Linked DNA regions of Mus musculus: region 1 is linked to region 2. The links are chromatin contacts, called in public HiChIP or PLAC-seq maps. All regions are on one chromosome and are shown on one strand. Each heading gives the region's core, a stretch centred on a gene start, on an enhancer-like site or on the middle of the called end of the contact. The rest is flanking DNA. Distances are from core to core; before and after follow the strand shown. Region 1 overlaps Jarid2 (jumonji, AT rich interactive domain 2). Region 2 has its middle 42 kb from the start of Gm40931.

Region 1 (6,502 bases), core at 406-2,905, 170 kb after region 2:
CCATAGCCACCCACCCCCACCCCCACTCCCCTACCCACCCACTCCCCCTTTTTGGCCCTGGCGTTCCCCTGTACTGGGGCATATAAAGTTTGCATGTCCAATGGGACTCTCTTTCCAGTGATGGCCGACTAGGCCATCTTTTGATACATATGCAGCTAGAGTCAAGAGCTCCGGGGTACTGGTTAGTTCATATTGATTCTTACGTTTGCCTTTCGCCATCTGGTAATCTCTGAAGCTAGCTGTTATAGTTGTCTCTGTTAAGAGCTTGTTCTTCAGGTGACCCTGTTAGCCTCTATAAGCAGACCTGGGAGGGTAGCTCTCTCCTTAGTTTGAGTGGGCAGAGTATTCTCTGCAGGCAAGCTCTCTTCTTGCAGGGAGGGTACCCAGATATCTGGTGTTCGAACCGGACTCCTGGCAGGAGTTGTGTTCCACTCACTAGAGGTCTTAGGATCCCGTGGGGAATCCTGTGTGGGCCCTTGCGGGTGTCGGGCTCATCCGCTGGCAAGGTACCTCGGGGCGCGAGTGGAGCGGAAGGGGCTTGTGCCCCAGGTCAGGCCCGGGTAGTCCACTTCCCTATTTACCGCAGTCTCAGGTTCCGCGCGATTGGATTGGGGCAGGGGCTGTGTTCCACTCACCCGAGGTCTTAGGATCCCATGGGGAATCCTGTGTGGGCCCTTGCGTGGGCGCCTCCGCTGGCAAGGTACCTCGGGGCGCGAGTGGAGCGGAAGGGCCCCAGTCACATTTCTAATGGTGTTGGAAATCATATTTGTATAATTCCAGTATTGGTGTGCCAATGTACTGCTAATAGAAATGATATTTTGGATAAATATACAATTTTTTTTTTTTAGATTTGCAAAGAACATTGAAACAAGTAGGCAAAATTAGGAACCATTAACATCATTTAATCCTTTCTGCTGTTATATTTGGTGATTGCTGCTTCTGGGATCCTGTGGTGGACCTTTCCATGTTTGTGTCCACAGGAGTGCATCCATGGTAGTGTGTATATACGCATCAGGACTTCAGATCTAGAGAGCAATTGTTCTTTGACTAGGTCTGAGACAAGACTGGGTACAAGCTACGTTGTTAAGGGCTCTATTTGGGTTTCCAGTTTGCCTCTAAGATGTGTTTATGATGTTTCTGTGGGTAGCTGGTATTGGTCAATTTTTGTTATAAAGTAAATATTTACCAGTTGGTAGCTATTTAGAAATGACTCATTGGGTTTTTATGATAATTGTCACATCTTTTCTAGCCTTGAGGCACAAGAGATGTTCAAAATAAAACGTACTTTAGTCAGGTCTCTATCTAATAGGTAGCATCTTAGATGCTGAAACAATAGGATCACTCACTCAGGTCAGACTGCATTGAGATCCTTTCTCTGTATCAAAACCCGATCCAGCTCCCCCCCCCCCCCCCTCTCTCTCTCTCTCTCACACACACACACCCCAGCACTCACGCGTGCGCCTGCCTGTCTGTCTTGAATTTCCTTGTTAATTGTTTCCTTCTTAAGCTTTTGATTCTCTTATGGAGTGAGGCTAATTTTTCTTACCCCCTTTAAAGGATTGTATGTGTATGTAAGTTTTCTGTCCTTGTCAGCTTGGGCACAGGGTAGAAGGAAAAGTGCTGCTCTGATGTAATGTGTTTAAGTGTTTGTCCCTTTTCTCACCTGTAGGGCTTCTTGGTAATGCCCAGGCTAAGGCACTAGGACCAGCCTCAGAGCAGTCAGAGAACGAGAAGGATGATGCCTCCCAAGTGTCCTCTACTAGCAACGATGTTAGTTCTTCAGATTTTGAAGAAGGGCCGTCGAGGAAAAGGTTAGTACCCAAGCATTAGTGAATAAATACATCATGGGGCAGGGACTGTCAATTCAGTTGCTAATGCTTGCCACATGGGAGCAAGTGTGAATCTACCACAGGAGTCAGAACTAAAGCTTTCCCAGTAACAATCCTCAAAAACAAAGATGGATAAAAGTCATTAATGGCCCGGGTGAAATTTGTTCCTGCCTGTGACACCATGCTGGCCAGAAGAGGGAATCCGATATTATTACAGATGGTTGTGAGCCACTATGTGGTACTGAGAATTGAACTCAAGGACCCCTGGAATAGCAGCCAATCCCCCCTTCCCTCTTTTTTTGTTTATTTTGTTTTTTGGTTTTTGTTTTTTTTCGAGACAGGGTTTCTCTGTATAGCCCTGGCTGTCCTGGAACTCACTCTGTAGACCAGGCTGGTCTCAATCTCAGAAATCTGTCTGCCTCTGCCTCCCAGGTGCTGGGATTAAAGGCGTGCGTCACCATTGCCCTGCTGCAGCCAATCCTCTTAACAGCTGAATTATTTCATGAGCCCATCAAATTTATTCTTAATCAGCAGCTGTTTTGAAATCTGTATTAAATGCGTTTTTGTCATTTCTGAAGAGATTTCTTTCCCAAAATGATAGAGACTTCCTGTGGTATTATTAGCAAATAATTGTTCTTGTCATGAAAATATTAATTTACTGTCTACAACCTTAATATGTCTGATTTTAACCAAACTGTTTTTATATGATTTTTCTACATAATTTAAGATAGTTCAGTAAGGTGGTAGGTAGGCTAATGCTATTTTAAGATTTGTGGCAGTGAAATTACATAACGGTTCCAACTGGGTCTTTAAAGATCTCTTTGCTAGCAACCACCCTATTTTATGTCTTATTGTCCACCCCCTTTAAAATTTACTTTTAAATTTGCATTTGATCTTTATGACTATAATTTTGCAATGCAGGTGGTCAGAATTGAACTCAGGACCTTTGGAAGAACAATCAGTTCTCTTAACTGCTGAGGCATCTCTTTAGCCCCTATGACTATATTTTAAAAGGAAAAAGTTCCCTTGGTTTGAACTTCTTTTCTTGGTTGATTCATCTTGACTATAATGACCCTTTGGAAACAATTTAGATGTCTATCTTTAATGAAGTACAGAGAAAAATTAGGTGAAGGAAATTAGCCATGATTTGTGCTTGCAAGTTGAGATGCATAGCTCAAATTCTGGTTTTGCCTTCCTTTCCTTGGTGTCTAATAGCATATGGTCTATGTTGGGTCTGTATAATAACTTCTCCTAGTCATTGTCTTTAACCTCTCAATAGTGTCTCACATTGCTGTTTTGTATGTTAGCAGATTTAAACACACACCAGAGGCGTCGTGTCATTATACTAGGCCTGTACTTTTCTATGACGAACCTTTTACTGTATACCATAAGGAGCCTCTTTCCCCATTTGTAAAGGGAACCATCACTAGAACTGAAGGCTGGAAAAACTAGTCGCTTCAGTAGATACATTGGAATGTGTGATAGTATCTGTGCTTTTTAGCATGGGTGGTATTCATGTCCCTGACATCAGCTTTCACCTGCATTTGGAGAGTGCATTTTTTGAGTCAATGGTTATATAATGGTTAAATAATGGTTATATAATGGTTATATATTCACTATTGTGTGACTGACCATCCACCCCTCCCAGTGTCTCATTCTCTTGGATGACAGTGATGGTGGCCTTTTCTTTTTGTTGGTGCACTCGAGTGCTAAGTAGTTATTTAATCTGAATTTATAGGACAGTAGAAATAGGAAATAACTTTGTAGAGTTAAGATTTAATTAGTGCAAATCTTTTTCTATTGCATTAAATAGTGCTCCACTGTTGCAGGGTGCTAGAGCTGGTTTAGCAGAACAGAGCTCTTGTTCTCTTGTAGAGGACCCAGGCCTGATTCTCAGCACCCATATGGAATGGCTCAGAACCACCTGTCACTCCAGGTTCAGGGATCTGGCTTATGCCCGTGGTAGCTTACTCACACGCAGGGAAAGCATTCATACACATAAAAGTAAACTTTTTAAAAAATCAAAGCAAAAGATTTCATTGTCGCAAATGAAAAAGGAAGGCGGGAGAGTAGAATTAATTACAGTATCAGTTCGAGCTAACAGTCAAACTCTTTTAGTAAAACTTATTAGGTATGTGTGGCTTATGGTTAGATAGGTAATACTGGCTTTTTATCACTTTTGCAAAAAGTGATTTTATTTTTAAATTACATGTATGGGTGTGTCTTTGTGGGTTGTGTACATGAGTTGTAGAAGCTGATTGTTGGATCTCTCTGTAATGGAGGCCATCTGATTTGGTGCTGTGAATCGAATTTGAGTCTTCCGAAAGAGCAGTACATGCTTTTAATTGTTCAGCCATTTACTTAGCCCCTAATTATGCTAGTGTGAGACACACTCAAAGTTGGATTATAGACTTGAATCTGTTAGTTTTACAGTGTGAAGAAATACTTTGTTTTGGTTTTGTTCTGTATTTAGTGGGTTGTCTTTGGCTTTTTTTTTTTTTTTTTTTTAATTAGAATAGATGAATTGGAATTCCTGCAGATTGTCATCGTATTTGATATTTAGAATTTCTGGGACAAAAATTCTCAACCCTAAAAGTCCAGGGTCATGATATATATATATATATATATATATATATATATATATATGCATGCTTTGTAGTTAACTTTTTTTTTTTCTGATCTGAATTGTGGTGATTGATAGCTTATCCTTTTACCATTTAGTTACTGCTACTGTGTGAATGGTCTTAGTTAACCTGTTTTCACTTATGTTAGGGAAAGAAAACAGTAAGTAGAGGAGAGTGAGGTCGTGCTGTTGACTCATTCTAGAGTCTATATGCATTTGAATGCATTTTACCCATGAAGAACAATATTTGTAATGATAATTCTTACATACTACAAAAATTGTCTGTTGTTTAAGATGACCTTGTGCTCTGTAACATTCTCTTTGAGAAATCAGGTTAAGCTGTATATACTCAGTATACTTGTGCCATAGTTGGTCCCTGATATAGTTAGAAGGTAGAAGGTAGAAAATAGTAGACCGTGTGGTTCTTTCTGAGTCTGTATCATTCCTATTTCAAAAGCCCGATATGTTCCTTTTATCCTGTCCATTCAAGATATCATTGAAGCCAGTCTTCATGGAAGACAAAGCTGCCCTGGAGTTTTCTGCTCCTTTGGGCAGTGGGCAGTGTTTTCAAATGAAGGCTGGACACTTGCAATACAACTGAGTGCTCCTGTGGGGTTTTTGTTTATATGTTAATTAATTGAAAGAGGTTGTTCAGGCTGTCTTTGACCCTGCCCTCAGCCTTCCCAGCAGTGTAATTAGTTATGTGTCCTTATTCTTGACCTTCCACCCCCTTCCTTTTTTTAATGGGTGATATTTATAATATACATCAGAGTTTTCTGTTCGTGTATTTGTTTACGTTCAAAAAAATTGATGATGACCCTGCTTAGACCTTTCCCTTAAGCTGTCTGTCTCATTCCTTCAGGCAGTCTTGTGGAGGAAACATTTTCAAGTGTTTCAGTGCGTGTAGAAACAAAGATGAAGAGATTCAGGTCAATACCGTGCAGAGTAGTGGAGAGGACAACATTTTAGAGGAGGAGTTGTGAGGATAAACTGATAACCACAGTTGTCAAATGAGCCAGCTGAGTTGGAAGAGAATAAAGGTGTGTGGTATATATAGTCTGTGTGTCTGATAATCACTGTCAGCCACCAGTAATGGTTGTGATAGGGTTACTGCAGGATTACCAGAGAGTTTTGGTTTGCGTGCTGTGTTATGTCTCTTCACCATTTCCTGGCACAGCGATCTGTAGGCAGAGGAAATACAAGAACCCTTTTCCCCGTTTTGAAGTGAACTAATGTCATGAAAAGGATCTTTATGGTGAATGGTAGTGATTTTCCTGTACTGAGCTAATGCATGCCTTCAGATATCAGGAGTGGTGCAAATTATAGTTTATAAAAACAGGTGTTGAACAGATTCCATGGAGACTATTCATACCTTAGTCATCTTTTTAGCTTTGGTAGAGGCCCTTTTTCATAATGCCAACATCTCTGACAGGAAGGTAGTCTTCCAACATAAATCATGCCTTTGGTATAACATGCTTTTCAAAAGGAAATGTTATCTGCGAAACTAGATAAAATGCTACCAGCGTAGGGCATAGAAGAAATGAAATCTGGTTTTAGATTATTATATTTAAAGTGGCTTTTCATGTAAAAATTCCTGGGTTTGTGTGATGTCACGACTGAATCCAGTTAACTTCTGGATATGAATACCTGTGAGCGTTCTCTAGTAGATTGGGTCTTAAAGCATCTTTTTGTCAAAACTCATTGCTGGTATTGTTCAGGGTTAAATGCACTAACTTATTGGAACCTCTAAAGTAAATAGACAAACAAAAGATCACTGTGGAAGTAAATATGAAGTAAATAGTGATGTATTTAAACTCTTCTTCTTCTTCTACACACACACACACACACACACACACACACACACACACACACACACCCCGTCTCTTATGTATCTCCTGGAACTTGCTCTGTACTGATTTGGAATCCACCTGCCTGTGTTTCTCCAGTGCTGAGATTAAAGGGTTCACCCTGCCCTGTGTATTTAGCACTGGTTACTTTCTTTGCTTTAGATCTAATGCCCTGGCATTTAAAAAAAAAACAAAAAACTGGA
Region 2 (6,356 bases), core at 1,455-3,954:
CTATATTCTAAACTCTCAGTAGTTTGTGAATTGGGAAGGTGGGGAGGAGAGGAATCAAATAATAGAAGAAGACTAGGATAAATTATATTCAGTAGAATTTAGAGAGCTAGAAATAAAATAGCCCTCTCCACTTTATGACTGCTCTCCTTGGGCTGGTGAGATGGCTCAGCGGCTAAGAGCACTGACTGCTCTTCCGAAGGTCCTGAGTTCAAATCCCAGCAACCACACCATGGCTCACAACCATTTGTACAGCTATGGTGTACTCATATACATGAATAAATAGATAAATCTTTAATTTAAAAAAAGAATGATTGTTCTCCTTAACATCTGTTGAGGGACTTTTTCTGACCAAGGGGCTTGTCAGTATCAATGAGGAGAGACACCTTCTTCTGGGTTCTAGAATGTACGGTTATTGAAATGGAGATTTACCAAAGGGCAGAAAGAAAGAGACGCTTCAGAGCAAGACAACAGAATTGAAGTGTGGAGTGGCCCTTGGCTCTCCTTTGAAGCCTCTCATCACCAGGATCAAACAAGTAGCTCAAGGCCTCCGGTTCTCTATGTACATTTAGGAGTCGATTCTGAGGTTAGGACTGTGAAGTTTACTGTTGCTTTCAAGCGGGAGGTATTGCCTTCACCTGGTCTGTTCCTCAAGGAAAGAAGAAATGCCCCGCCAGGTGTGAAGCTATTTTCAGCCTGACCACTGCGTTAGGCAGACTTGGCACAAGGAGCAAACCTTTTGAGCAGCCGGCGTTGCTTCCCACCATGATTGCGCACACGTGTCAATGTGCAAGCATCTATGGCACAGCGTGCGATTCTCAGGCAAAGCACACATGCTCAGTGTGACTGGGATATACTATCTTGGCCACAGTCAGCACAGTCACTGTTGATATGGCTGTGGTCATTTCAGTGACCCCCCCCCACCCCCCCACCCCCGCAATGCCCTAGCTCATGGGAGTGGCAAAGCTTTCCCCTCCCCAGGCAGACTCAGAGCAACCACCAAGCCCAGCCCGCCTCTGGTCCAGGCGCTTCCCAAACAAACCAACCCAGAGTCTTTCTATGTAGTCCAGGCTGTCCCAGAGCTCCCTGTTTGAGACTAGCTTTGAACTCCTGCTGATCCCCCTGCCTCTGCCTTCCTCTCAAGTGCTGGGATTAAAATTGTGAGCCATCTTAGCCGGTTCTCCTAGTCCAGCTGTATACTACAAACCCTTCCTTCTTCTTTATCTGCATGTAATGAGATGTCAGTTGTATCCAGTAAGCCTGACTCCAAGTTCAATTGAACATGATAAACATGCAGAGTATGTGGAGGATGTGGCTCCTCCACCAGAGAACGCAGTCCACCTGCTCCTAGTTTTTCTGTGTGTCTGTCCGTTTGTCCTTTTATCATTCTCTCAGGTGCCCAGTCAGGTCCATTCCTGGAGCCATGCAAAGACATGATACCTTCCCTCCCCACCTCCAACCCCAGACTGCTCTCAGGCTATTTACTCTACTCCTTCTTCCTCTGCCTTCCAAGTGTGAGCATCACAGATGTGAGCCACCATGTCTGGTGCTCTTTCTTTCCTTTTCATATAGTTCCTTTCACTATTCAATACACAGAATCTTTCCTTTAAAAAAAAAAAGACTTATTTATTTTATTTATATGAGTACACTGTAGTTGTCTCCCGACACACACCAGAACAGGGCATCGGATCCCATTACAGTTGGTTGTGAGCCACCATGTGGTTGTGGTTGCTAGGAACTGAACTCAGGACCTCTGGAAGAGCAGTCAGTTCCACAGAATCTTTTTTAGGAAACACAATTTTGTGGAAGTTTTAAAAGGAAGTATGAGTCACAGAGAGAGAGAGAGAGACAGAGAGAGGGAGAGAGAAAGTTTGTGTGTGTGTGTGTGTGTGTGTGTGTGTGCTCACGCGCACGTGTTGTGTCTCCTGTAAGAAAGAATGTGTTTGAGGGTGAACAGCCTATGCATTTAGGGGAACAGAAGTCCACACAACACCAGATGCCGTCTTCTCTCTCATCTTTCCATAAACAAACAAAAACAGCTGGGATTAAAGGCATGTGCCAGACTTATTGTTATTTTTTAAGGTTTATTTTATTTTTAATTATGTTTATTTCTACATGAGTGCAGTTCCCTGAGGATGCTAAAAGAGGGGTGTGAAGTCCCCTGGAGCTAGAATTACAGTTGGGAACTGCCCAACTTGGGAGTTGGGAATTGTCTTCTGTGAGAGCAGGACTTGCTCTTAATCCTTGATCCATCTCCAGACCTATCAACTACTTCTCAGCCCTGGTTATTCCTCCAAGGCACCCAGCTTTCTTGGTGGTGGGGAAACAGAATCTCATAATGTAGCCCTGGTTGCCCTGGAACTCTTTCTGAAGACCATACTGGCCTTGAACTCAGAGTTAGGTGTGGAGAACTTTGTGGGCTGAGGCTAGGAATTTGACCTTGGGCCAGGACGAGGAAGTAAGTAGGCTCAGGCAAGAATTTGACTTTGGGCTAGGACAAGGAAGTAGACTCCAGATCTTGATGATCTTGATAAGTTCCGGAATACCTAGGGACTTGGTTTATTGCCTTATTCCTTGACCTAGAACTGACCTTATTCTTTGCATGTACTTAGAAAGTCATAAAAGCAGGCTGGAGAAAGATAAACCCGCTCCAGCCTCAGCAGTGGCTGGAGTCATGCTGTCCAATTGTCTTTTTCTTTTCAACCCTTGCTCCCTCCCTTGAGACCTGGTTGGCTGACTGAGCTGACTTGGTCAGACAAGAATGCCTCAGATTTTAGTCTTGCTGAGATTAAAATCAAACCCTCACACCCAGCATTTTCCTGGGTGTTGGAGATCTGAACTCAGGTTGTAAAGCTTACTCAACAAGTCCTTTCTTTACCTAATGAGCCACCTCCCCAGCCTCCTAGGAAAGGTTTTTTTCTTTTTTGCAAGCAAATACTCTGTACTTATAAATGCCACATTTGTTTCTTCAAGGTTGTCTATAAACAAATCTGGCAATTTCTTTTCTTTCTTTTTTTTAATGTATCTTTATTTAATGTGCATTGGTGTTTTACCTTCATGAACGGCTGTGTGAGGGTGTCAGATTTTGGAGTTACTAGGAGGTGTAAGCTGCTATGTGGGTGCTGGTAGTTGAAGCCGGGTCCTCTGGAAGAGTAGTCAGTGCTCTTAACCACTGAACCATCTCCGGGCCAGCGATTTCTTTCTTTTTTTGGTTTTTCGAGACAGGGTTTCTCTGTGTAACCCTGGCTGTCCTGGAACTCACTCTGTAGACCAGGCTGGCCTGGAACTCAGAAATTTGCCTGCCTCTGCCTCCCAAGTGCTGGGATTAAAGAAGTGTACCACCACTGCCTGGCACAATTTCTTTTTCTGTAATAAAAAAATAAAAAAAATAAAAGTTTTTTTTCTTCTGCTTTGACCCGTCCAGCAGGTCCAGTTATTCAAGGGTCTCGAGGGGACCTTCTCCTAAGAACCAAATGGGGGGTAGAGAGAGACGAGGGTCTTGTGCGAATAACGACACGGAAACGTCCTGAATTGTGTCAGACCCCAAATATATTAGCCAGGCCGAGGTTTAAATGCACAAGCAAAAGGGGAAGTGCCTTTCAGCAGGAGGAATGGGGCAGAGGAAATGCACCTCAGCAGGAGGGATGGGGCAGCGGAAAATTTTCTTTTGGCGACTACAAGGGGAAGCAGGAACTTGGCGGTATCAGGGTACATCTTGAGGTCAGGACATCCAGAGCTGACTTAGGGCTGGAACAATCTGTGGTTGTTCTTGGAGCGGTGTGTCCGGTGGCCTGCTTTTGACCCCCTTTTCTTCTGGGGGGGGGGGGAGAGGCCCAATTCAGAGATCAGGACAATTGTGTTGTCTTAATAGCTCCCAACACTGCTTCTTTGTTGCTGTTGTTTGGTTTTTTTTTTTTTCCTTCCTTCCTTCCCTCTTCCTTTGTTTTAGAGAAAGGGTCCTTGGAACTTGCCATATACAAAAGACTTCCCTCAAAGCTATAGAAACCCACCTTCCAGCCGGGCGTGGTGGCGCATGCCTTTAATCCCAGCACTTGGGAGGCAGAGGCAGGCGGATTTCTGAGTTCGAGGCCAGCCTGGTCTACAAAGTGAGTTCCAGGACAGCCAGGGCTACACAGAGAAATCCTGTCTCGAAAAACCAAAAAAAAAAAAAAAAAAAGAAAAGAAAGAAACCCACCTTCCTCTGTCTCCTGAGTGTTAGGAATAAGTAAAGGTATATACCACCATGCTCAGCTTTAATTTTTTTTTTAATATTTCTTTATCTTGTGTGTAGATAGATGTGTTCTGGTGTACATGTGGGCCTGCCTAGGCACACGTAGATGTCAGAGGACAACTTGAAGGAATACTTCTCTTTTTGTACAACTTTGTGGGTGATCCCAAATACCAACACACCTTTACCTGCTGAGCCATCCACCCATTTTTACTTCTTCCTTTTCCACACCTCTCTTTAAAAAGACAAAACATTATTCACACAAACATCTCTTAGTAACACTTTCCAGCCAGAGGAGCTCTGTAGGCTACAAAGTCTGTCGTGATTAACCTTCCTTGAATAAAACTTTAGGGACCTGCTTTGAACCCACAAAAGAAATTAAATGCACAGTTAAGGCTGATTTTCATCATCAAGATGCGTCAGGGAATTGTTCTTAAAGCCGTCTCCTGCTGCCTTCATTAAAGTCTTGATCTCCTGTTTCAAATTTATATTCCTTTGTGGGTTTAAGGCAGATATTGGATATCCTTTTAATCTATATTTATTAGGCAAGCGATTGATGAATCTGATTCCATCACAAATCCATGCACAGTGTTTTTGTTGGCCGCCCTGCTGGAAGTCTTAAGAGAATAAAATAAATGGCCGTTATTCACAGAGTAAGTGGAAAACAAAGCCGTTCAAGCTAAATACATGTACCACCCCCTACCCCCATCCCCCTATCTCACCCCACCCCCACCCCCCACCCCACCCCATGGTGGCAAAGACCTGCAATCCCAGGATTTGGATATGTTGAAAACTCGAGAAGGTCAAGAGTGGCCTTGTGTCTCCCATGGACCTCCCCACAAAGGCTTCCCTTCACAGCTAGGATCCTTCTGGACAGGAAGAGGAGACAGAGGCCAGTCTGGAGCCTGCTCTGTTCTATATCACAGAGGAGCTAAACCTTTGCAAACGCCCTCCCTCAGACGTCCCTATCTCTGGCATTCTGCTATGCTCAGCTATGGAACGCCCTGGGAAGAGACTTGGGGAACCTGCTGGAGAAAGACAGACGTCAGAGTCTTTCTCCTCTCTTCCTCTCTGGTGTGAGCAGCATCGTGGGCACATGAAGGCACGCGTGGCCTGTCGTGGCAATTCCCACCCAGCAGCCATTTGGCAAGGGGAGACTAGGAAAGTTTGCAAACCAGTTTCTTGTGCATGACTCAGAGAAGATTAGGTGATGGGTGCAGATGGGATCTGAAACCAGCCAGCACAGAGGACCCAAAGGACTCGTGGGCAGAGAGTGACAGTTAACTCAAACTCCGCATTAGGTATTTCCCCCTGTTCACAAGACCCGTTGCCAAATCTCCTTACCCTGAATTGGAAACAGATGTCTGGTAACTGTGGATCCTTGCATGAGTTACAGGAGGAGACTGCTGTCAGTGGATACACACTGGACCTGTTGGGGTATGAATGCCTATTGGCCAGACCTTCATGGGGGAAGTGAGGGGGCACATTAGGCATTCTTGGTGCCAGGCCTGGAACCCAGTTTTTGTTGTTGATGTTGTTTGGTTTTTGATACAGCATCTCACACTGTAGCCCAAGATGGGATAGCCCCAAGGCTAACCTCAAGCTAGAGTCAGGCCTCCTACAGCATCCTGCAAAGTTCCAGGGTCCTAAGAATGAGTCGCATAGCTGTACTATATATATACTGTGGCTTACTTGGGAAGGGTTGTGCCAGGGCAAGTAAAACCAAGACAAAACTCAAGAGTGTCATGAGCCTTTTCTCCAGAAACCCATAAGAACACACAGAGAAGAGGGGTATATTTCCTCAGGTGAAACTACTGCCACAATGGGTGCCCCTGAGAATTAGTATCTTGTAATATAACAAGGATAAGAGTACAACAGTCTGGGGTCCCACTGAGATCCGATCTCCAAACCTCACTTATTCAGCCTTCATGAGCATGCTGACAACCCAGGGATGGGTCATCTTGTCACCCGACTTTGAGAAAAAGAAAGTATCCTCTGCTTGGTGTGCACGTGTGTGTTGGTTTGTTTTCGTTTTTTCTTGTGTGTGTCACACAGAGGGCAACTTCCAGGAGCCAGCTTTCTCCTTCTATCCTGTGGGTCTGTAGCATCGAACTCTGGCTTGGAGGGGCTT

Evidence for each region. HiChIP or PLAC-seq counts read pairs in DNA pulled down with a chosen protein or histone mark.
Region 1: an H3K27ac HiChIP or PLAC-seq map of embryonic stem cells shows a contact between it and region 2, with 5 read pairs. The contact joins two enhancer-like sites.

The regions. Positions count from the first base shown.
Region 1 is chr13:44,846,611-44,853,112 of GRCm38.p6, forward strand. Jarid2 (jumonji, AT rich interactive domain 2) reads left to right here. Exons shown (of 18, transcript NM_001205043.1): 3 at 1,670-1,811. Among named protein-coding and RNA genes, the nearest start is that of Jarid2, 120 kb to the left of the region's middle. Within about 2 kb of position 1,656, at least 4 of the 459 cell types and tissues checked have an H3K27ac peak or open chromatin away from gene starts, as enhancers often do. A contact at or near this core is called in embryonic stem cells, where this site is marked.
Region 2 is chr13:44,675,742-44,682,097 of GRCm38.p6, forward strand. No RefSeq gene overlaps it. Among named protein-coding and RNA genes, the nearest start is that of Gm40931, 42 kb to the left of the region's middle. Within about 2 kb of position 2,705, at least 15 of the 459 cell types and tissues checked have an H3K27ac peak or open chromatin away from gene starts, as enhancers often do. A contact at or near this core is called in embryonic stem cells, where this site is marked.